Regions from separate parts of the Mus musculus genome. Here all the other regions are linked to region 1. A link is a contact called in public HiChIP or PLAC-seq and promoter capture Hi-C data. All regions are on one chromosome and are shown on one strand. Each heading gives the region's core, a stretch centred on a gene start, on an enhancer-like site or on the middle of the called end of the contact. The rest is flanking DNA. Distances are from core to core; before and after follow the strand shown.

Evidence for each region. Promoter capture Hi-C pulls out the DNA fragments that hold promoters and counts their contacts. HiChIP or PLAC-seq counts read pairs in DNA pulled down with a chosen protein or histone mark.
Region 2: an H3K4me3 HiChIP or PLAC-seq map of the SCID.adh cell line shows a contact between it and region 1, with 10 read pairs. The contact joins the enhancer-like site here to the promoter of Phtf1os in region 1. A contact is called at or near these places in 21 of 39 promoter capture datasets (the 3T3-L1 cell line, 3T3-L1-derived adipocytes, the C10 cell line and 14 more), 3 of 484 Hi-C or Micro-C datasets (bone marrow-derived macrophages, cortical neurons and nephron progenitors), 23 of 115 datasets of contacts at active chromatin or transcription factors (the 230-238 cell line, the SCID.adh cell line, VIP interneurons and 16 more) and 3 of 9 other capture datasets (adipose tissue, embryonic stem cells and liver).
Region 3: a promoter capture Hi-C map of hippocampal neurons shows a contact between it and region 1, with 2.2 times the contacts expected there. The contact joins the enhancer-like site here to the promoter of Phtf1os in region 1. A contact is called at or near these places in 9 of 39 promoter capture datasets (the 3T3-L1 cell line, 3T3-L1-derived adipocytes, cranial neural crest and 5 more), 5 of 115 datasets of contacts at active chromatin or transcription factors (astrocytes, bone marrow-derived macrophages, embryonic midbrain and 1 more) and 1 of 9 other capture datasets (adipose tissue).
Region 4: a contact with region 1 is called in a promoter capture Hi-C map of neural stem cells. The contact joins the promoter of Syt6 here to the promoter of Phtf1os in region 1. A contact is called at or near these places in 1 of 39 promoter capture datasets (neural stem cells), 1 of 484 Hi-C or Micro-C datasets (embryonic stem cells) and 2 of 115 datasets of contacts at active chromatin or transcription factors (embryonic stem cells and memory CD8 T cells).
Region 5: a promoter capture Hi-C map of liver shows a contact between it and region 1, with 2.1 times the contacts expected there. The contact joins the enhancer-like site here to the promoter of Phtf1os in region 1. A contact is called at or near these places in 2 of 39 promoter capture datasets (the 3T3-L1 cell line and liver), 1 of 15 datasets of contacts at CTCF or cohesin (the NIH/3T3 cell line), 2 of 115 datasets of contacts at active chromatin or transcription factors (cardiomyocytes and pancreatic cancer cells) and 1 of 9 other capture datasets (liver).

Annotation. Positions count from the first base shown.
Region 1 is chr3:103,966,365-103,970,261 of GRCm38.p6, forward strand. Phtf1os (putative homeodomain transcription factor 1, opposite strand) reads right to left here and starts at 1,952. Exons shown (of 1, transcript NR_030676.1): 1 at 1-1,952. It overlaps Phtf1 (putative homeodomain transcription factor 1), which reads left to right and starts at 1,894. Exons shown (of 19, transcript NM_013629.2): 1 at 1,894-2,423; 2 at 2,691-2,766; 3 at 3,390-3,446. The coding sequence starts at 2,722. Rsbn1 (rosbin, round spermatid basic protein 1) reads left to right here. Exons shown (of 8, transcript NM_001356556.1): 8 at 1-272.
Region 2 is chr3:104,464,638-104,468,534 of GRCm38.p6, forward strand. It overlaps Lrig2 (leucine-rich repeats and immunoglobulin-like domains 2), which reads right to left. Exons shown (of 18, transcript NM_001025067.2): 12 at 3,848-3,897; 13 at 2,406-2,726; 14 at 850-1,131. Among named protein-coding and RNA genes, the nearest start is that of Lrig2, 45 kb to the right of the region's middle. Within about 2 kb of position 1,669, at least 11 of the 459 cell types and tissues checked have an H3K27ac peak or open chromatin away from gene starts, as enhancers often do. A contact at or near this core is called in the SCID.adh cell line and memory CD8 T cells, where this site is marked.
Region 3 is chr3:104,393,990-104,397,886 of GRCm38.p6, forward strand. No RefSeq gene overlaps it. Among named protein-coding and RNA genes, the nearest start is that of Gm38412, 13 kb to the right of the region's middle. Within about 2 kb of position 1,967, at least 8 of the 459 cell types and tissues checked have an H3K27ac peak or open chromatin away from gene starts, as enhancers often do. A contact at or near this core is called in hippocampal neurons, where this site is marked.
Region 4 is chr3:103,573,276-103,577,172 of GRCm38.p6, forward strand. Syt6 (synaptotagmin VI) reads left to right here and starts at 1,970. Exons shown (of 8, transcript NM_018800.5): 1 at 1,970-2,265. The coding sequence starts at 2,103.
Region 5 is chr3:104,277,815-104,281,711 of GRCm38.p6, forward strand. No RefSeq gene overlaps it. Among named protein-coding and RNA genes, the nearest start is that of Magi3, 59 kb to the left of the region's middle. Within about 2 kb of position 1,832, at least 15 of the 459 cell types and tissues checked have an H3K27ac peak or open chromatin away from gene starts, as enhancers often do. A contact at or near this core is called in liver, where this site is marked.

The sequences.
Region 1 (3,897 bases), core at 702-3,201:
TGGCGGACTATTTGCGTTTGTGTGGCCTTAGTTTGTTTATTGACATTAACAAGTGTTTTAAAAGGTTTTTAATGGATAGTCTTAAATCTCAAATTTGTGTGAATAATAATTCTTTTAACACAGTGCTTTTTTGTAGCTGTCTGAGTGTGTTAAATTGTTAAGCTATTTCTTTGTAAAGTAGGACAATGGAATGCATAGGTTTCTTTTTTTTCCTGTAAAGTATTTTTTTAATAAACAAAGTCTGATTTGTCCTTTACTGATGTTTCAAAATGAATAGCACATGGGAGTTGTCATTGCTGGCACCCTGTTTGTCGAGTACTAGTCTTCTCCACACACACATGCATCCATCTACTCACCTTCTTTTTGCCATTTTAGTTTTAAGCTTTAGAAGAAAATCATGGACTTTTCTTTGCCAAAGAAAAAGTCAGAGATACCCAGACTGAGGTACAACTAGTTTTGAAGAAAAATGAAGCTTTTATTTGTGATAGTTGTCCTTATTGCTGCTTAAAATTGGTTACCTGCATTTAGAGCAGCCGTAGGCTTGTGACGATGCATGGCATAATAATGAAGATGCTTACTTTTCAGATGTGGATGGAGTATGGGAGACAAGAGAATCCCTTTCCTCATTAAGTTTTGTGTGAACTCTGTAGTTGAAGTGCCTGTCCTGACAGCATTTAGGTCTTAGAAGGGTCTCAGTATTTCATCAGTTCTCATAGATAGGAGGGGGTTAATTATCTCCACAACACTGGTGAGAAAACAGACTTGTTAAGTCAATTTCCTAAAATGACAGTTCATTACTGGGAGCTGGGGCCTGAATGTTTTTTGGGGGGTTCAAAGCTTGGCCTTACACAGCAGCATCCTAATAAAACACTGAAAATTTTTACCAGGGTTCCTGAAAAATAATTTGCAGCTGTACCACCAATTCTATTCCTCAAAGTACAGCCACAGCCCAGAAAACCTCTCGTGTGTTTGGCAATGAAGCCAAATGCTTTTGTTATTAGTGTTAAATTTAGGTCTTAACAGTAATTTTTTGAGGTCATTTACCAAAATGAGTTGGTTGTTGCCTTGAGCTCCACTGTCCAGCAGCACTGAAGGGGCTGTTAAGGCTCAACAGCTTTTTATTTAACCCTGAACAGTTAAGGGGTATACAGTGGGGATCACTGCCAATGGGTGAGGCAATTTTTAAAAATAATTCCTATGGGTGTTAACATTTTAGTCGTTTCACAGTATGGATAACTTTCATTTGATGCTGTTTTAATGGCTGGAGACTGCCTAAGTGGTAACTATTACCCATTTTTAGCCTTACATCAACTAAATGCTTAGTGCCTAGGGCAAGAAAGGACTTAGCTTTTAATAAGTTCAAGACAGTGGCCCCTGGAAACAAACCACTAAGGTGCACACAAATGTGTAGAGACAAGAACAGCTTAGAAACCCTGTGGGTATACATATTTATATTTACATTAGAGTGCAGTTGCCCTTTCTCTGGACCTCTCTTTAAATCACTATAAACAGCCATTTTCTCCGATTTGGGGGAAGTCCCAGTGCAGTCCGAGCCCTGTGCATCCCCTTAGTGTTGTGTGGGCAGCAGAAAGCCTTTGTCCCAGAGCTGCCGAGAGCCGAAGGAGGAACCACTGGGCCACAGGCAGCCTGTCCGCGTTCCAGGCCGCGCAAATTCACCAACATTTGTCCATCCAACAAGAACGGAGAACTCGAGCGAAGGCTCGTGCCCTGCACTAGTCTCGTCCCCCCAAAGGAGACAAGGACATGAAGTAAACACCACGCTAAATGCTACAGACCCGCACAGGAACCTCTGGAACATCGGGACCAGCCTCCCGGGGACCGACGGGTACTGGGAGGGTCGTTTCTGAGGTGACTTTCCGTTAAGCGTCGAGGGTTACACGCGAGGCGGCTGTCGGCTTCTTCCTCCGGGCAGCCAGAGCGGCGGGAAGGCGGCCGGGGGCGGAGCCGGAAGGCGGAAGCGGCCGATCGCATCGAGAGCTTGTGGAGCTGCGGCCCGTCCCTCACGGAGGACGCGCGCCGTTGCTCCGGCCCGGGGCCGTCTGCTGGCTTCCAGCCGGGCACCCAGCCCTTGCGGGTGCCGAGGTGGCTGGCGAAGGCACCCTTCCCGCTTCCTTCTGCTCATTCCCCAGTTGGCTCCTGGCTTCTCCCATGGCCTGTTCTGTGGCCGCCTAGGTCGGGCGTCTGTGGCTGCAGGCTGCGCTCCTCCCGGCGCAGGACGCTGGGCTGCCTCCGGGGCAGGGCTGGCCGCCGCGGTCTCCATGGTAACGGCCAGGCGGACGGCCGGGCCTCTGGGGGAAGATGCGGCCTGCCGGGCCCGCCGCCTCGCCCCCGGCCTCTCGGTCCGGCGGGGGTCACTGAGCAGCGGGGGCCCGGCCGGCAGCCTGCCTGGCAGCGGGCACCAGGTGAGCCGGCCGCGGGGAGGCAGAGGGCGCGGGAGGCCAGCTCGGGTACTTGCTGTCCCCGCATCCATTCTTGTGCTGGGTGGTGCAGAGGCTTCTCGGATGCTGTTTCGCCTATTTCCCCCTCCCCCCACCTCTTTCTGGCGAACACCCTGAGTAAGAGCAGCTAGCTAATGGAGAGACTGAGAGAAGCAGATTTTAAGCCATACCCCCAAACGGGACAATGACCTGAAACAACTGGACTTACCGAGATATTTCCTTCGTTTTCAGTGAGATCCCATTTCTCTGGCTGGAGACACAGATGGCCTCAAATGAGAGAGATGCTATATCATGGTATCAGAAGAAGGTAACAACAGTAGTTTTTGTTTGTAAACCATACTCCCTGCAAAAAACTCCCTTAAAGAATATTGTTAACTTTCCTTAAGTTTGGTAATATCACATGTTCTTATATAACATCTCAACATAATTATAAAAAATGATGTGCAAAGTCATTATAAACACAGTTTTAGGTTCTAGGAAGTGAGCTGTAAGTCACCTTTCTCAAGGCAGCATACACGAACTACTACAATGCTTTGCTTTTGCAAATTATCAGTCTTTTAATTTTTTTTTTTTTTTATAAAGACAAGAATGAAATCCTTATCTGCATGGCTCAGATTGTTACTATCGTCTGATTGAGCTGCTCCTTACCTTTTCTTCCTCTCTGATTCCCATTGATGCTTTCTTCAGGGAGTGGAATTTTAGGTGATCTTTAGTGTAAAATATTTGGAGGGTTGCTTTTTTCACTTTTTAGATTCAGCCTTTTTTTTTTTTTCTTTCTTTTTTTTTAAAACATCCCTGGGGAATATGAACTTAATATGTAAGAAACCCACTTTCCAGATACCATATTTAATAGATTCATGGCCTTGTGAGGTTTGACTTAGATACAAAGATTGCCTTTGCATCATTTAAATAGCCTGCTCCTTGTTTCAGATTGGAGCATATGATCAGCAGATATGGGAAAAGTCAATCGAACAGACTCAGATTAAGGTAAATTGATTTCTTTGATTCTAGCTTTGTTACTGCTTTAAAGAGAAGAGAGGATCACACTTGCATTTATCCACCAAGTATGCATTCTTTTACCCTCCGAGTCTTACAAGGAAGCCGGCAGCGCATGGGTAATGATAGAGGACAGTCGATATGTGGCCTCAGCAGCAAATGTCCCAGGGAAATTGAAGAGTGGCTTCTTATTTCTGGTCAGCTTTTTACCATATGACAGTTCAGATCCAGTTTGCTAGTCTTTTATTGGAGAGAGGCTGAAAATAAACACATTTAACAAAAGAAATATCCACATTTATAAGGGGGTAGTAATCTTCTTCCTCTCTTCTTCTTTTTCTTCTTTTTCTTCTCTGTCTTCTTTGTCCTCTTTCTCCTCCTCCTCATAATCATTATCAACACTATACTATGCAAGCCAAATAAAATTTATATTTGGCCTACATCT
Region 2 (3,897 bases), core at 419-2,918, 500 kb after region 1:
TTCTAATGTTTTTGAGGCAGGTTCTCAACTATATACTCCAAGCTGATCAAGAACTCTTGACCCTTCTGCCTCAGCATCCAAGTTAAGAAACTTATTTTAAAGGTTTTTGACAGCCAGGTCAGAGTGGCTCACCTGTAAGACATGGGTTCTCCAGGCCAACCTGGATCATAGAGAGACTCTATCTTTAAAAAAGAAGAGAGAGAGAGGAGGAGGAAGAAGAAGAGGAGGAAGAGGAAGAGGAGGAAGAGGAAGAAGAGGAAGATGAAGAATAAGAAAAGTTGGAAGAAAAGGAGGAAGAGAAGATGGCCCTATAAAACTCTGATGTCTAAGAAAACAGAGACCTGGACAGCATAATTTGCCTTGGGTTGAGTTACATAAAGAACCATGTTTTAACTAAGAATAACAAGGCACACAGTTATAATCCCAGCACTTAGAAAACACATATGAATTAAAATGTTACAGGGGAAACTTAAAAGAATAAGGGATCCGGAGCTTGTTATAAAGATCTATGCCCTGGGAATGTTCTAAGATGTATGTCACTTAACCCACTAACACCTTCAGCTGACATACCCTGACTAAAGTACAAAAATAAGAACAACAACATAAGCCTGATGGTGGTGGCACAAGACTTAATCCCAGTACTTGGGAGGCAGATGTAGGCGGGTCTTTGAGTTCAGGGCCAGCCTGATCTACAGAGTGAGTTCTAGGACAGCTGAGGCTACGCAGAGAAACCCTGACTTGGAAGGAAAAAAAATAACCAAAACCTCCAAATTGTTTTTCTTGCCTTTCTAAGCCATGCATAGGTCTCAGAGGCTCCAGTAAACAGCAGTCCTAACAAAGAAAGCATACCTAACACTGTGAGTGAGGCGTTTGCTGAGAGGCCTCCTGCTATATTCTGTGCCATGCAGCTATAGATTCCCATATCTTCTATCTTCACATTGGCAATGAAGAAGACATCATCCTCAGGCATGACATGCATGCGTCTTTCTCGGGCTGCAGGAAAATCAGTGCCACCATCCTTCTGCCAGGAAATCTGAGGTGTAGGGTGCCCCTCTGCAGCACATTCTAATCTTGCCATGGCACCAGTGCGAATAGTTAGATCCATTGGAGTTTTCAAAAAAGACGGCATCTCTGTTCCAAAAACAGTACAGAGAAAGTAGGCAAAAGGAAAACACACATGGACACAAATCTAGCAGGCAGAATTCTGATGTAAAATGCACTATTTCTTTGAGAAACCATATTCTCTGAACTGACAACACAGCGTTGGCAACAGTCTTTCCTACCAGCCCATCAGTATGTGCAGAAAAGTAATACTTCTAGAATACAAGCCATACCCATTCACCATGCTGATGGAAAGAAGGAAATCAGAAAACCAAAAGCTTTTTTGAATGACAGTTTAGAATTCGGTGCTTATTATTCCTCTTTCACTTAGGACAATCAAGTGATGCTTCCCAATCTAACAAGAGCAGATGTTAATAGAACCCGTTTTTGTTTTGTTTCTTTAATTATGTTTTTTTTAAACCTGATTTAGGAAACATCAGAGTGGGTTGTACAGCTGAAGCGTTGTCTCAGTGGTTAAGAGCAGGTGTTGCTCTTGCGGGACTCAGGTCCAACTCCCAGCACCCACAGGGCAGCTTACAACTGTCTGATACTTCAGTCCTGGGAGATCCAATGCCCTCTGTAGGCCTTTGTGGGTACCAGGCATGCATGTGGTGCAAACATAAATGAAGGTAAACCACTAATACCCACAAAACAATAAGATAAAATCTTAAAAAAAGAAAACAGAGCTAGAAATGTTAAAAAAAAAAAAAGAAACACAGGCACAGGGCACACGTACATTGCTCTGCTGTAGCACAGGAGTTACTCAATCTCACAGTAACAGACAGACCAAGCTGCTTTAGAAAAGGTTTTACAACTACCAGGAGAGCTTTATTTTCAAAATGATTTTGGCTATATCCAGAGAGCTACAGACACGACTAGACCCAGAGATGTCCTAAACACCCTCAAGTGTAAACAGTATGAGAGAAAGGAAATCATACTTTTCTGAGAATTGTGGTTTTGGAAAGAAACTGAGACCACAAAAGACTGTCTTTTAACAAACAGAAAAGGAAGTCAAGTATCTCCTAGGGCAAAGGAGAATGCAGGCCAGTGGGCACAAGTGCACCCCTTCCATGTGCCACAGTCACGAGAAAGTAACACTAAGGGCTCCCTCCAAACCTGGGGTATGATCCAATTTTCTTGTCAATTTACATCTAAAATGATTTATAATTGAGACATAATTTAGATGTAAAAAATACTTCAAAGTACTTTTTCCCAACAGCATAGCCAGACAGGCATGGTGATTATTCTAGAAATACATTAAAAAAAAAAAAGCATTTTAAAAGTCCAGTAGCACAATTCCTTACCATTTACAGTCAATTTGGCTTTCTGAGAATAATTAGAACCAAAGTGATTAGTAACAATGCACTGGTATTTCCCTTCATCTGTGAAGTTCACACTGAAGAGGCGCAAGACACTAGTATATTCTAGAGCTTCTCCATCCTGCTGCCGATAACGAACAAAATTCTCAATATCCACATCATACAGGATCTCACTGTCCTTGCGCCATATGGTGGACATGGGTGAATCGCTGCTGCTCACTGCAGTGCACGTCAGTGTCACATTAACACCTCTTAATGCAATTGTGCTTTCAGGGTGTGTCCTTATCTGAGGCTTCAGAAAATCATCTAAAGGGAATAAATGCAACAGTGGCCAAGTCAGTTACATATTTTACCTCAAACCTGATTTTACAACAAAGACTGTAACACTGTAAACTTCTCTCTCTCTCTCTCTCTCTCTCTCTCTCTCTCCCTCCCTCCCTCCCTCCCTCTCTCTCTTTCTTTAAGATTTACTTATTTACTTAATGTATATGAGTACACTGTAGCAGTATACACCAGAAGAGGGCATCAGATCCCATTACAGATGGTTGTGAACCACCATGTGGTTGCTGGGAATTGAACTCAGGAAGAGCAGTCAGTGCTCTTACCCGCTGAGCCATCTCTCCAGCCATGTATGTTTCAGCCCCAGGAGCTATGTTAAGATTGAAGGAGATTCTAGAGCTGGAGTCTAATCTCTTGCTTAAAGCTGAGGAAGATGAACTCCAGAAGTCAAATAGCTTGCTCAAAGGCATCAGGCAGTGACAGAAGGTGTGCTAGAACTCAGGTTCTGGACCTCAGCACCTAGTGCTCTTCCACCATCCCTCAGGACTCTTCCATGTTTACTATGCATTACCAGTGGGTGATGGAGAGAAACCTTCTATAAGAATTTCAAGGTAAGTTCTAATGCTATCATGTCATATATATTTATGTCCTATAATGCTACATATATAAAATGTTTACAACTATTATCCTTTCTATATAATACAGAAAATGAGAATATAAACTTATTTTTTTTTCATGGAGAATACTAATAAATACATGACTTGAAAGTACTTTGTACATAGCTTCAACACTAAAATAGTGAAGAATACAAGCAGGATACATAAACACAAGTGAAAACTGGTTTAAGACTGCCTAGTGCACGATGAATTCATAAATAAAAACGCTATGGATTGAGAGAGGCTGCTACAGAAATTCTAAACCAGTATCTTCATTTAGTAACATTACTTTGTGCCTTAAAAAGTAATTGGAATAGTATAAAAAAAAAATAGTATGAGCCAGTGTGGTAGCACACATCATTACTCTCAGTACTTGAAGCAGACACAGGCAGATCAAAGTTCCAGGACAACCTGGTCTGTAATGTAATCCTCTTTATTTTGTTGTTACAATAGTTAAGAGAAAATTTTAAAATTTGAAACAGAAATACAAACCACAGACAAAATCTTTCAGGTCCACATTCAAGATGCTTTGCCCCGCTAAC
Region 3 (3,897 bases), core at 717-3,216, 430 kb after region 1:
ACCTGACTGTTAATCTTTTTGTTTAAAAAAAAAAAGATTTATTTATTTTATGTATATGAGTACACTGTAGCTGTCTTCAGACACACCAGAAGAGGGCATTGGATCCCATTACAGATGGTTGTGAGCTACCATGTGGTTGCTGGGAATTGAACCCAGGATCAGCAGTCAGTGCTCTTAACTGCTGAACCATCTCTCCAGCCCCCTGACTGTTAATCTTGATGGTCAGACTCTGGTAGGAGCCTGGAAGACAAGAATACTGAGAGAACACAGACAATGGAGGATTGGTTTATGGGGTTTCAGAACTCTGTCAAAACCTGGGCCAGAGGCCATTTGAGTGCTATTTTTTGTTTGTTTGGTTTTTGTTTGTTTTCCCGTGGAACCTGGCTGCATCTGTCCATGTCCTGAGAGTCTGAATGGGGTTGGATTTAAAGGTAGTGGATTAATTCATTTGGAGGAGGAAATTTCAAAACAGGATGGCACACAGGCTGTGCTGTACAATGGCTCTTACCCAGGCCTACAGTGAGAGAGTGCAAAAAGAGGGCCAGGACGGTGTGTGAGCAGCCTTACAGCTCCAGAGGAGGAGAGTGAATATGACACAGTAGCTCCAATTGTTAGTGATTAGTGTCACTAAAGAAAAACCTGGTCTCTGTAGTGGGGACAATAAACTGACCTGAGGGACAAGATCCCATCTACCAAAGTGAAAATGCAAATTCAAGTAAAAGGACCTAAAATGGGACCGGGGTTCCCTGCTCAAAAATACCTGCGTGTGAATGCCTTGCCTGGGTTAACACACACAGAGCCATGCAGCTGTGTGCAAAACCAGCCCAGCTCCGTCCCAAGCTAGCTTCAGAACTAGGCAGCATTGTCCAAATGGTACTGGTGTTATAGACGTGAAAAGGGGAAAGCCTGAAGAGGTCATGGAGTCGACTACCATGATTCCTGAAGTTGATGCTAGCTAGGCAAGGAGGTCCCAAGAGGCTACCACATGAAGCTGCGCAAGTAAAGCTAGGTTGCACTGGAGTCTCCAGGATGGTTATTACATTAGCTATGCTGGTCAATAGAATAACAATCATATTAGCAAATGATAAGCGATGTTGGAGATGCCCAGACCACAGAGCATATGCCGAGGAAAGCTGCAGACATGAGGTAGAGTTGGCACAAGAGAGCAATTGTGTTTGCTGCAGGTAGCAGAGCCAGAGGAGTGAACCATGCAAGCCCTTTGGAGCCTGAACAATTCTATCAGTGTTCCCAGATGTCAGACATCCAGCTACATGGTTGCTATTTGCCCTTCTAGGTTTCCATCTACAGTCTGATTCGTTCTTGCTAGTCGCCTATTCATCCCTTTTGTAATGGAGATATTTATTCTGCACCATTGTAAACTGGAAGAATACAGTGTGTTTTTTATTTCATAAGAGCTCACAGTTAAGAGATTTCCCAAGTTCAAGATGAGGCTATAATTTTGGACTTATAAACAGTGTTGGATTTGTTAAGATCATGGGGACTTTTGAAGTTCAACTGGATGCATCTCATTTTATATGGTGGCCTTGAGCCTCTGGGGAGAAAGGTGGGAGCTTATGGCTGAAACATGATATGCTGGGATAGGAGAGATTGCTCAGTGGTTAAGAGCAATGACTGCTCTTCCAGAAGTCCTAGTTCAATTTCCAGCAACCACATGGTGGCTCACAACCATCTGTAATGGGATCTGATGCCCTCTTCTGGTGTGTCTGGAGAGAGAGCTACAGGGTAGTCACATACATAAAATAAATGAATAATTTTTTTAAAGTGATATGCTTAGGGGTCCAATTGACAGAGGTTAGGACAGTTAGTCTTCATTATCAACTTGATGGGGTTTAGAATCAAGGTGGAAAAAAAATCTCCAGGCATATCTGTGAGGGCTTATTACATAGACTAGGATGAGTGAGCTCATGGGCTGGGCTCCCAGACTAAATGAAAAGAACAAAGTAAGTTGAGCACAGACATCATCTCTCCCTGCTTCTGGCTGTGAATATAGTGTTCTCTACCCTGTATAATTCTTCTGTTAGATGATGCATGTCAATCATTCCAAGTACCAGCCCACATTAAAATGTTCATCAAACAATAAGCATTCTTAGTCTCAGCAGGAAGGAGCAAATGGGTCGGCCCAGGGGTCACAGGACGAGGTCCCTTCGCTGAAGCTCCTTTTCAGCATGTCAGAACTGGGGCAGAGGAGGACCCTTCCTCACTGTGTGACACACACTGCACTAGGGCTACAGCCAGTGTGCTGAACCCCTGCAATGAAGACTGCTTCATATTCACATCACTGAAGCGCTAGAGGCTAACACAGCCTGGAGAAAGGCTCCCAGCTCCTGACCTGGATAAGCAGGTGACTGGTAGACACTGGAACAGGATATCTTCATCAATAATAAAGGCATTTCACACAGAGCACAAGCCTATTTGATTTTATTTTATTTATTTTCAATCTGCTCTTAAGAGAGGACAGGAATCAACCTTTAAGAAGATATTTGACAGAAACACAAACAAAAACATTAAGGGAGGCATAATAATCAGGCGATGGTCCAAAGCCCCACGCTGCGGCACAGCAGGAAAGAAACACAAGCTGCCAGGCTTGCAGAGCACGGGAGAACCACGCCAAATATCTCATGCAAGTGGAAGCCAGGGATGGCGCGGATCAAATATTCAGGGGTGGCTCTGTCATTACCTCTGAAAATTAAGTTAGAAAAGCTTCATTAAGACCTTGGAGTCAGAGCAGACTCTCATCTTGCAAACCTAAACAAAAGCAAGCATCCGAAGGGAAGCCTGTCTGCTCAGCAGATCTCAGATCCCCAGTCTCAAACCGAGGCTAGAGTGAGCCGTTGTCCCTGGAGGGGAAGGGGGGGTGCTCCAGCAGGTCCCCTTAGATCTATGCAATATTGGGGGAAAGGAGCCAGTGCATTCCTGAGACTGGAATGGTACACAGATGAAATGGACTGTGCACCACAACAGCACAATGTGGAAATGGAGCTGGGTTGATAATGACCTGAGTGGAGAAACTCAGACTGACAGTTACAAAAAAATGACATAGCCCTGAAGCCAAAGTGTGTCCTTCTTGTCCTACTACAACCCTTCTGTCTGTCTGTCTGCTCTCTCTCTCATAGCAACAAACGCTTGAGAGAATCAACTTTTATTCTCTAAGGGTTTTTTATTTTTATTTGTTGCCCCTGAATGTATATCTGTGTGCCACAACTGTGCCTGGTACCTAGGAGGCCAGAAGGCACTAAAGCCCTGGAACTGAAGTTACCAACCGTTGTAAAGTGTCATGTGAGTGCTGGGGACTAAAGCTCGGGTCCCTGAAAGAGCAGCAAGTGCTCTTACCCTCTGAATGATCTATCCCAGGTTAGTTAATTAACTTAGTTTAAAACAAACAAACAAACAAACAAACAAACGGCCCGGCTGGCCCGGTGAGATGGCTCAGGAGTTAAAGCCTTTGCCAAAGCAAATGTGAGGGCGGTGGTTCAGATACCCAGAACCCATACAAATGCCAGGTCGCTGTGGCAGCCAGTCAGTAACTCAGCCTCAGACGGTGGAGACAAGGAATCTCCAGAGCGAACAAGCTGGCTCCTGAGACCAGCCCCATCTGGAATTCTGAATTTGATGGCGAAACCCTTCCTCAGTGGAAGAGCTACTGAGAAGGATCCAGTTATCCACCTTAGGCCTCCACATGTACACACTTGCATATTCACGCACACTCACATGTGCAGATGCACACATAAACGTGCATACATGCAAGTATGTGTGCCCCCTCCCACCCCTCACCCCTGCATAGCCACAGGCACACACACCCATGTTCTCCTCTGCACCAGGCATACATATAAACATGCAGACAAAATATCAGCACAGGTAAAAAGAGCATACAAAATG
Region 4 (3,897 bases), core at 720-3,219, 390 kb before region 1:
GGAACAATGAGAAATTATCCGTTAATTCTCAGCTCCTGCCACCTGCTCTGCTCCGAACAGGCTCCTTCCCTTTCAGTGGAGAGGCAAATTCCCCTACTCAGTGTTAAGCAAAATATTGATTTCCCTGCGTCGCAGACCTGAGCCCTTGGAAAGGTGGTCCCCGTTTTTTGTTTTTGTTTTTGTTTTGTTTTGTTTTTCCATTCTTTGCAAAGGGAAACAAGGCGCTTTGTTCTGCTAATGTTCCCAGGAAACTCGAGAGGAGGAGGGAGAAATCGCCGCGGAGTGAGAGTTGCCATAAACACCAGCAGAGAGCAGCTCTCCATTTGTGTTTTACATAAACACAAAACCCCCGCTTGGGAAGCTGCTAATGAGAGTGTTGCCTGGGGCCTCGGAACTCCGAACTCTCCTCGGGGCTGAAATCTACATTGGTGATGGAGGGGAGGATATCGGGCGTCTGGGTTCCTCAGGTGGGTGGAAGGCAAGTGGAGAGGCAGAAGCTTACCTGTTGTTGGAACAGCAATCCAGCACCACTGCCTGGAAGGTGGTCTGGATTGAACCATGGATCAAGCCGTCCTCAGTCCCTTCCGCTCAAGTTCCCACACTTCTCTATGGCAGGCTCTAGGGACCCGGGTGGAAGCTGCGAACCCGCTATAATAGCCCCTCCCCACTCTTCCCTAACACAGCGCGCACAAGCTGATTATACCAACCGAATCTTCAGCACCGCGGACAGGGACACTGCGCCTGTTAGGAGAACCTCCAGGCTGAGAGAAGAGGTCTCTTAGGTTGAGGCCTTTCTCTTGCTACCCTGGGCACTGTCTGTCTCGTGTTTGCAACTATAAGGGCCAGTTGATGCGGCTGGTACAGATGGTGCATGGTGGTGATCGTCTGGAGCTACCGCTCCAAATCTCCTCTCTCTGGAACCTGAGTCGCAGCCCAAGCCACCTCCAATTAACGTGTATTCGGAGGAAGGACCCTCCTCCCTGACCACTCTCACTTGCACACACCAGCCCCGTAGCTGCAGGTGCAGGGGCTCCAGCTAAAGTTTCTTTCCCAGATCCTACTTCGGAAAGGCAACACAATGATGATAGGTGAAGGGTGGGAGTCTACTGTGATAGGGCCTTAAGGGAGTCGCTCTCCTGTCTGTTAGCAATGGCTCCTAGATTTCCAGGCCTGGGTGAAAGCATCCCGAAACTAACAGCCACCCTGCTTCTGAGTCTCACTTCACAGTTCCTGAGGGGAGCTCCTTTTACAGTCTAGCCTCCTATTTAGATTTCCGTCTTTTTGGTCCTTGTTATATATGCTTCATACAAAAATATATTATTTATGGTGGGTTTGGTCTGATGCGTGGAGGTGGGTCTGGTGGGAACCGAACCCCTTTCTGAAATGCTCCCCACTCCTATTCAGAAACTTTCTCCTCCTGTTGCCATGGAGAGAGACGGCCGCTGCCTCCAGTCGCCATAGCAACGTGCGGGTGCCTCGGACCGCAAGATTGCGGGGCTCTGAAAGTCTTCTTTACAGTTCCCCTCGCTCTGCCGTCTTGGGGTCTTATATCTCCGAAGCCCAGACCCGGAAAGTCTGGCTAACTTCTCCTGTTAACTCTCTTTGCAGGGTCCTCCCGCCATACAGTCAGACCACTCCTTTTTATGTTGTGTTATTGCGATGCCCACTTGTTTGGCATGTGGCAGTTTCCCCAACGTTTTCACAAGCACTACCTATATATTCCCAGGGAGCTCATAGAGCACCAGTAATTATTACACCTCGTTTACGAAATGGAAAACTGAGTCCCAGAAAGGCCCAAGGTCATATCCGCAGTGAGGACTCAGTTGGCCTTGATCCTGCATGATGTGGGACAGCGGGGTTGGAACCTGCCCGGACTCAGGCAAGTCCCTGAGTGTGGAGGGGGCGGCCGTGAGGCGCCAGACTTGCCAGCTGCCGCGGGATGCCACGTGAGGGGCGGGGACCCTGCGGGGAAGTGATTAAAAGCAGAGCGGAGCCTCAGGGGGCCGCTGCGGGGAGGGTCTTCTTGGGGCCTTCTTACCCCGCCCCAGTCCGGCCGCGGCTGGAGTTCGAGCCACTACTCCGCTGGCCTGAGTGTCCGGGGCATGAGCGGGGTTTGGGGGGCCGGAGGGCCTCGGTGCCAGGCGGCGCTCGCGGTCCTGGCTTCTCTGTGCCGGGCCCGGCCGCCCCCTCTCGGGCTGGACGTTGAGACTTGTCGGAGCTTCGAGCTGCAGTCCCCGGAGCAGAGTCCAAGCGCGGCAGACTCAGGTACTGGGAGACCCAGGTCCCTCTCCACTCCTGGATTTCTCTTCTCAGTGGCCTCCCCTGCCCAAGGTACCAGCCCAAGGGCCCCAGAACCTCAGAAGTCTAGCTCGGAGTCCCAGTCTGGGTCAGTTCCCTGGCTCACCGCCCGCAGGGAGAGATTCGAAGAGGACCTGAGAGGAGAGAACCCTTCTCCTTCCAGGTCACTAATTATGAGAGCCCGGAGATGCGGCATCCTTGGGGCCTCAGTTTCCCTTGTGTCTTGGGCTCATCCCAGGAGCGATTGGCCAGGGTGAGGGGAATGGAGACGTCCTGGGCACGGAGGAAAGCTGTGTTTCAGGGGGTGGGGGGCTGTCCAGGGTTCAGGATCTAGGATCCAGGGCTCATTAGTGACTGGGTAAAGGCTGGCGGTGCCACTGGGCTTGGGAAAAACTTGCGCCTGCAGCTGGCACGCGGTCTTTGTGTCCAGGTTTCTCAGCAGCGAGTGGCTGTCTGCGTCTCGCCGGGGGGGAGGGGGGACGGGGGGCGGGGTGGGGAGAGTGTCGTGGCGTACCCCCACCCCCACCCGGCACCCCTATAACTCGCTTCCTCGGTCTCTCTCTGACTCACTCGGACTCCGGGCGGGTGTTCAACTGAGCCGGTGCCTCTCACCGACTTTGCCAGGCGGGAACCTCCTGCCCCGGCCCCGCGGACCCTGCGCCGGACGCAACCCCGGCAGCCGCCAAGTCTAGGCGGCAGCCCGAGCCGAGTCCAGCTCCTGAGCCCGGGTGAGTCCTGAGCCCGAGCCCCTCGGGGACCCGGTCCTGCGTGCAGCCGCGACGTCTCGCGGGAGTCGCGACAAGAGGGGTGGCGTGTCGCGCCCTGGCGGCGGGAGCCGCGGGAGTGTCCGCGGCGTGACAGCCGACCGGCCCGGGTATGTACCTGCTGCACCAGTCTTTGCCGCCAAGCTCTCCTGCTGCAGCGGGATCCTTTGTCCCGCAATTAGGAGGGTACAGGACAGAGGAAGTATGGGTCGTGTCCCCTCGGAGGGAAGGGCCCGGGGGCAGCCTGCGGCCCGGAGCGAATGCGGCGTGGGGGTGGGGAGATCCTGCAGAGACCCAAGCGCTGGAGTTCCTTGGGGCTCTGCAGACTCACCGTACCTTGTCCGCGACTGAGACCCCGATCAAGACCCTGACCAAGACCCTAGTGGCTCCGGGCCTAGGCTTAAGTGGGAGTCGCTTCGTGGTTCCATATGGCTAGTGAGGGAAAGACAGGAGGGGGCTGCTAAAGGCAGAAATGTGGTCCTCACGCATCTCTCCAGGGACAGGTAATCAGGGACCAGGGGAGAGGTACCCAGGAGCAGGTGCAGGTCGGGCGAGCTCCCAGTGGCCTCAGATTCCAGAGCGCCTTTTCCATTTGAGGTTAAAGGTCAAAGATAGAGGAAGATTCCAGGTTAGGGATAGATCCTGTGAGAGGGAAGGTAGAGAGGTCAGGGGAGGCTGTGTGTATGCTCAGGGAGGGAGGCTGTATCCAGCCTTCTGTGAGTGGAGCCCACCTCACTTCTGTATGAGTCATTAGGGATCTCTCTCTCTCTCTCTCTCTCTCTCTCTCTCTCTCTCTTTCTCTCTCTCTCTCTCTCTGTTTAATCAATGAATTGAC
Region 5 (3,897 bases), core at 582-3,081, 310 kb after region 1:
TTAAACTGGGAGTGAAGGTAAGGGCATGTTAGCCAAGGGAGGCTTAGAAGTGCTCAGACATTACGCTAAAAAGCATATTAAAAATAAGCTAATGTATGTGTGTGTATTTCATCTGTGAAAGCAGGGCAGTTGAAACTACTCGCTATAACTTGCCAGCTGAACTGGGAAGGTAGGGAGTGCTTGCCCAGCATGTAAGACTCCAGGTTCTCGCCACAACACTGCAAAACAACAACCGTTTTTATTTTTACAATTTTGTAATCAAGTCCTGGCATGCTGGGTTGAGTTTTGCTTCCTGGGTTGTCACTTGGTATAGCAGACTGGATTCTTACAATTCTGAGTTGCATGAGGCTAGCATCCTGAGATGTTTACTCCAAATATGGATGGATTTCTTGGGTCCCTGCTGCAGGCTCTGGGGTAGAATCCAGTCTCTGAATACAGCTTGCCCACATCTGCTTGCATAGTCAGATTCTTACAAGTTCTCCCTAATGACAGGGCTTTGCCCGCAATCACCACACTCCAGCTTTTCTTTCTGCCTGCTTCAGGTAAAGATCATCAGTCACATTAAACATCACAGATCATGTACAACATACATAGTTTCACTAAAGGGCCCTTAATGGACAATTGACTCTGAGGGTGTGTGTGTGTCTGTCTGTGTGTGTGTGTGTGTGTGAAGAGCAGGAGACAAGAGTAAGCCAGGCTTTCAACGTGTTTTTGTTTCTATGAATACACCAGGTACCTTCACGTTTTTCTTGCCTGTCCAAACCGCAGTCTCGTCTCAGCTTCCATGAGATGACTCCTCAAGAAGAAAAGAGGTCACGGGGATGGCTATCTCCAGACTATAATGTTTTCAGCCACCAACTCTTAATGAATACCTAGGCATCCTTTCTACCTTGATTCGTCTTGACAGAAAAGGAACTATGGATGGCAGTTGTTGTAATGGCTTTTGACAAGTTTTAAAGTCCCAACTGAATTAGTAATGCTATCCCTTTCAGGTTAGAAAATATCCATCATTTATATTATATTAATTTGATCAGTAACATGGATTAAAAGTTCAAAGCCTACATCATGAAGTCAAGTTAGTAAACATCAGTGTCATTAGTGAGAGCTAGTGACTAACACCTTAAAATTGTAAAAACACATGATGAACTCTTTCAGTCTTGTGAGCTATTTATCTCCCTCCCTCCCTCCCTCCCTCCCTCCCTCCCTCCCTCCCTCCCTTCTTTCCTTCCTTCTTTTCTTCCTTCCTTCCTTCCTTCCTTCTTTCCTTCCTTCTTTTTCTTTCTTTCTTGCCTTCCTGCTAAGACAGCAGTTCTGTCTCTACCTTAATCTCAAGCTGCCAGGAAGAGTTTCCACAACCTTCCTCATCATTATATCCTTCAAGATCACAGGCATAGTGGTGCATGCCTTTGATCTCAGCACTTGGGAGGCAGAGACAGATGGATCTCTGTTGGTTTGAGGCCACTCTGGTCTACACAGGGAGTTCCAGAACATCCAGGGCCACATAGAGAGACTGTGTCTCAAAAGCAAAATGAAACAAAACAAAACAAAACAAACAAAATACAATGACAGCAAAAAGAAAACCTCAGCACTTTGGTAGCATAAGAAGCAAAATTAACTATGTTTGGCTATGTAACGTATTATATAACATGCCAAATTTGATCATTATTTGTATTACATGTATTCTCTCTCTCTCTCTCTCTCTCTCTCTGTGTGTGTGTGTGTGTGTGTGTGTGTGTGTGTGTGTGTACATACTATTGCACAAGTGAAGAGGTCAGAAGACAACAACTTGCTAGGTTCAGTTCTCTTTACCACTTTGGTCCCAGGGATCAAACTCAGGTCAGCTGGTCTGGCATCAAAGCCATGCCTGCTGAGCCATCTCTCCTAAGCAATCTCTCCCGCCCGCCCGCCCGTTTGATCATTTTTTTTGAGATGTCGAAATCACCACTGAGAAAGAAGTTAAGCAACTAGCTCAAGATAACATCAGAAAGTGCTGGCCAATGACTTTATGGCCCCAGGGGCCTACCTTCTCGCTTAGCCATTAGGCTTATTTTTTTTTTTTCCTCTGAATGTAGAAAGGGCACAGGTTTCACTATTTAACTAGCTTAGGCTGGAACTATCACTTATAAGATATGTGGTCTTGGGCCAGCAGACCTCTATGGGCATCAGTTTCCTTCATTGGTAAGAATGTGAATGTTTTGGGGACTGTGATAATAATAAAATATTAACATAGTTGTAAAACAAGAAAAAAAGCCACCCTCTTAGACTTAGCCTGAGCCATAGTCACTTGAGAGAGCTCCCTTTACCAGCTTTGTTTTACAGAAGGAGAAACTGCAGCATGCCTAAATCTAGACACTGAACACTAAGTAAGCAGATCTGGGATTCAATCAAGGCAGATCTGGCTTTTATCTGGAAGATAAGGCAATTTACAGTAAGTGCCCAGCATGGAACCTGAAACAAAGTGAGAATTCAATAAATGGTATTGACGTAGGCAGAACATCGTTTAGGCTGGTTCTTCCTATCTTCTATCAGCTAGATTCCCTCTCTTCCCACCAACTCATCAGTGACCCCCAGTTTCATCTCTGTGTGTACGGACACATATGTGTGTGGTATAGGGTTGTGTAGCACTTTCCTTCTAGATTAAAACATTCCATTTTTAAGTGAGGCTCATTAAGACACAGGATGTTAAAGGGGAAGCAAAACAACAGAATATTTTAAGACACAGAATGTTAAAAGGGAGATGCAACAACAGGATGCCCTAAGCAGGGAGCTCATTAAGATACAGGATATTTACAGGCAGATAATAGGATGTTATAAAGGAAGGTAAAATGTTCTATCCTGCAGGAAAGCTTGTTAAACACAGGAAGTAAAAAACATAATGGCTTCAGAAAGTCCCTGAAACTGACCAGAATCATTATGCCCATCCCTTCCCAAGCACATACAAGCAATAAGGACTGCTGAAAAACACTCTTGGGCCAGCCAAGGTGCCTGGAAAGAACATACATGAGATAGACTGCACAAAAGCAGCAGAGGTCACCTGGAAGAGGCTCAGACCACCTGAAAGGACACTCTCCAATCTGAGCTGCCTGCATGTCATGCAGTGTGCTCCAGGTCCCCAGTATCTGTGTGACCTGTCACCCATGCTGAGGTGAACTTTGCTGATGCAACCATCTTTTGAATTATTTCTTCTTCTGTAGATAAGCCCTCATCCATATTCCTGTAGATGACCGTAACAAGTCTCATGAGCTGATCAAGCTGGACTTTGGTGATATCCCCTCTGTTGTCAGTTCCCTATTTGGGGTTTGGAGACACTTATTAAGTCTCCCTAGTAAGTGTGAGTATGTGTTGGGGTGGTGGTGGTGGTGGTGGTGGTGGTAGTGGTGGTAGTACTAGAGATTGACCCCAAGTCCCACACATTCTAAAGAAGCCTTCTCTACCGCTGAGCTGTAGTCCTAGATCTATCAGTGTAGTTTTCATAGCTCAGAGAACCTGAGTACCAGTCCTGGCTTCTCCTATGAGCTAGGTGAGGGTAAGGGAATCTTGAATCTTCCCACTCCTACCTGAGAAATGGGCATGGTATGTTTCCTTCATGATTGACAGGCTCTCCTGAGGGTTAAAGTTGTCATGATTTATGCAAATACCTTGAAAGCATATCAAGCTTATTTGCTCTGGGAAAGTGATTTTGAAACCACATCTAAGTGTATATCCTGAGAGGAGAGAATTATTTTCAAGGAGAGAAGATTTATCTCCCCTCATGGTTTCCAAGGTTTCAGCTCTTTGCTCCATTGCTATGGGCTTGTTAGCATCGCAGCAAAAGTGTGCAGTGTGGCAAAGCTTCTTACCTCTTTAGAGCCAGGAAGCTGAGACAGGAAGAGAGCAGAGGCAAAGCTCTATCTGCCC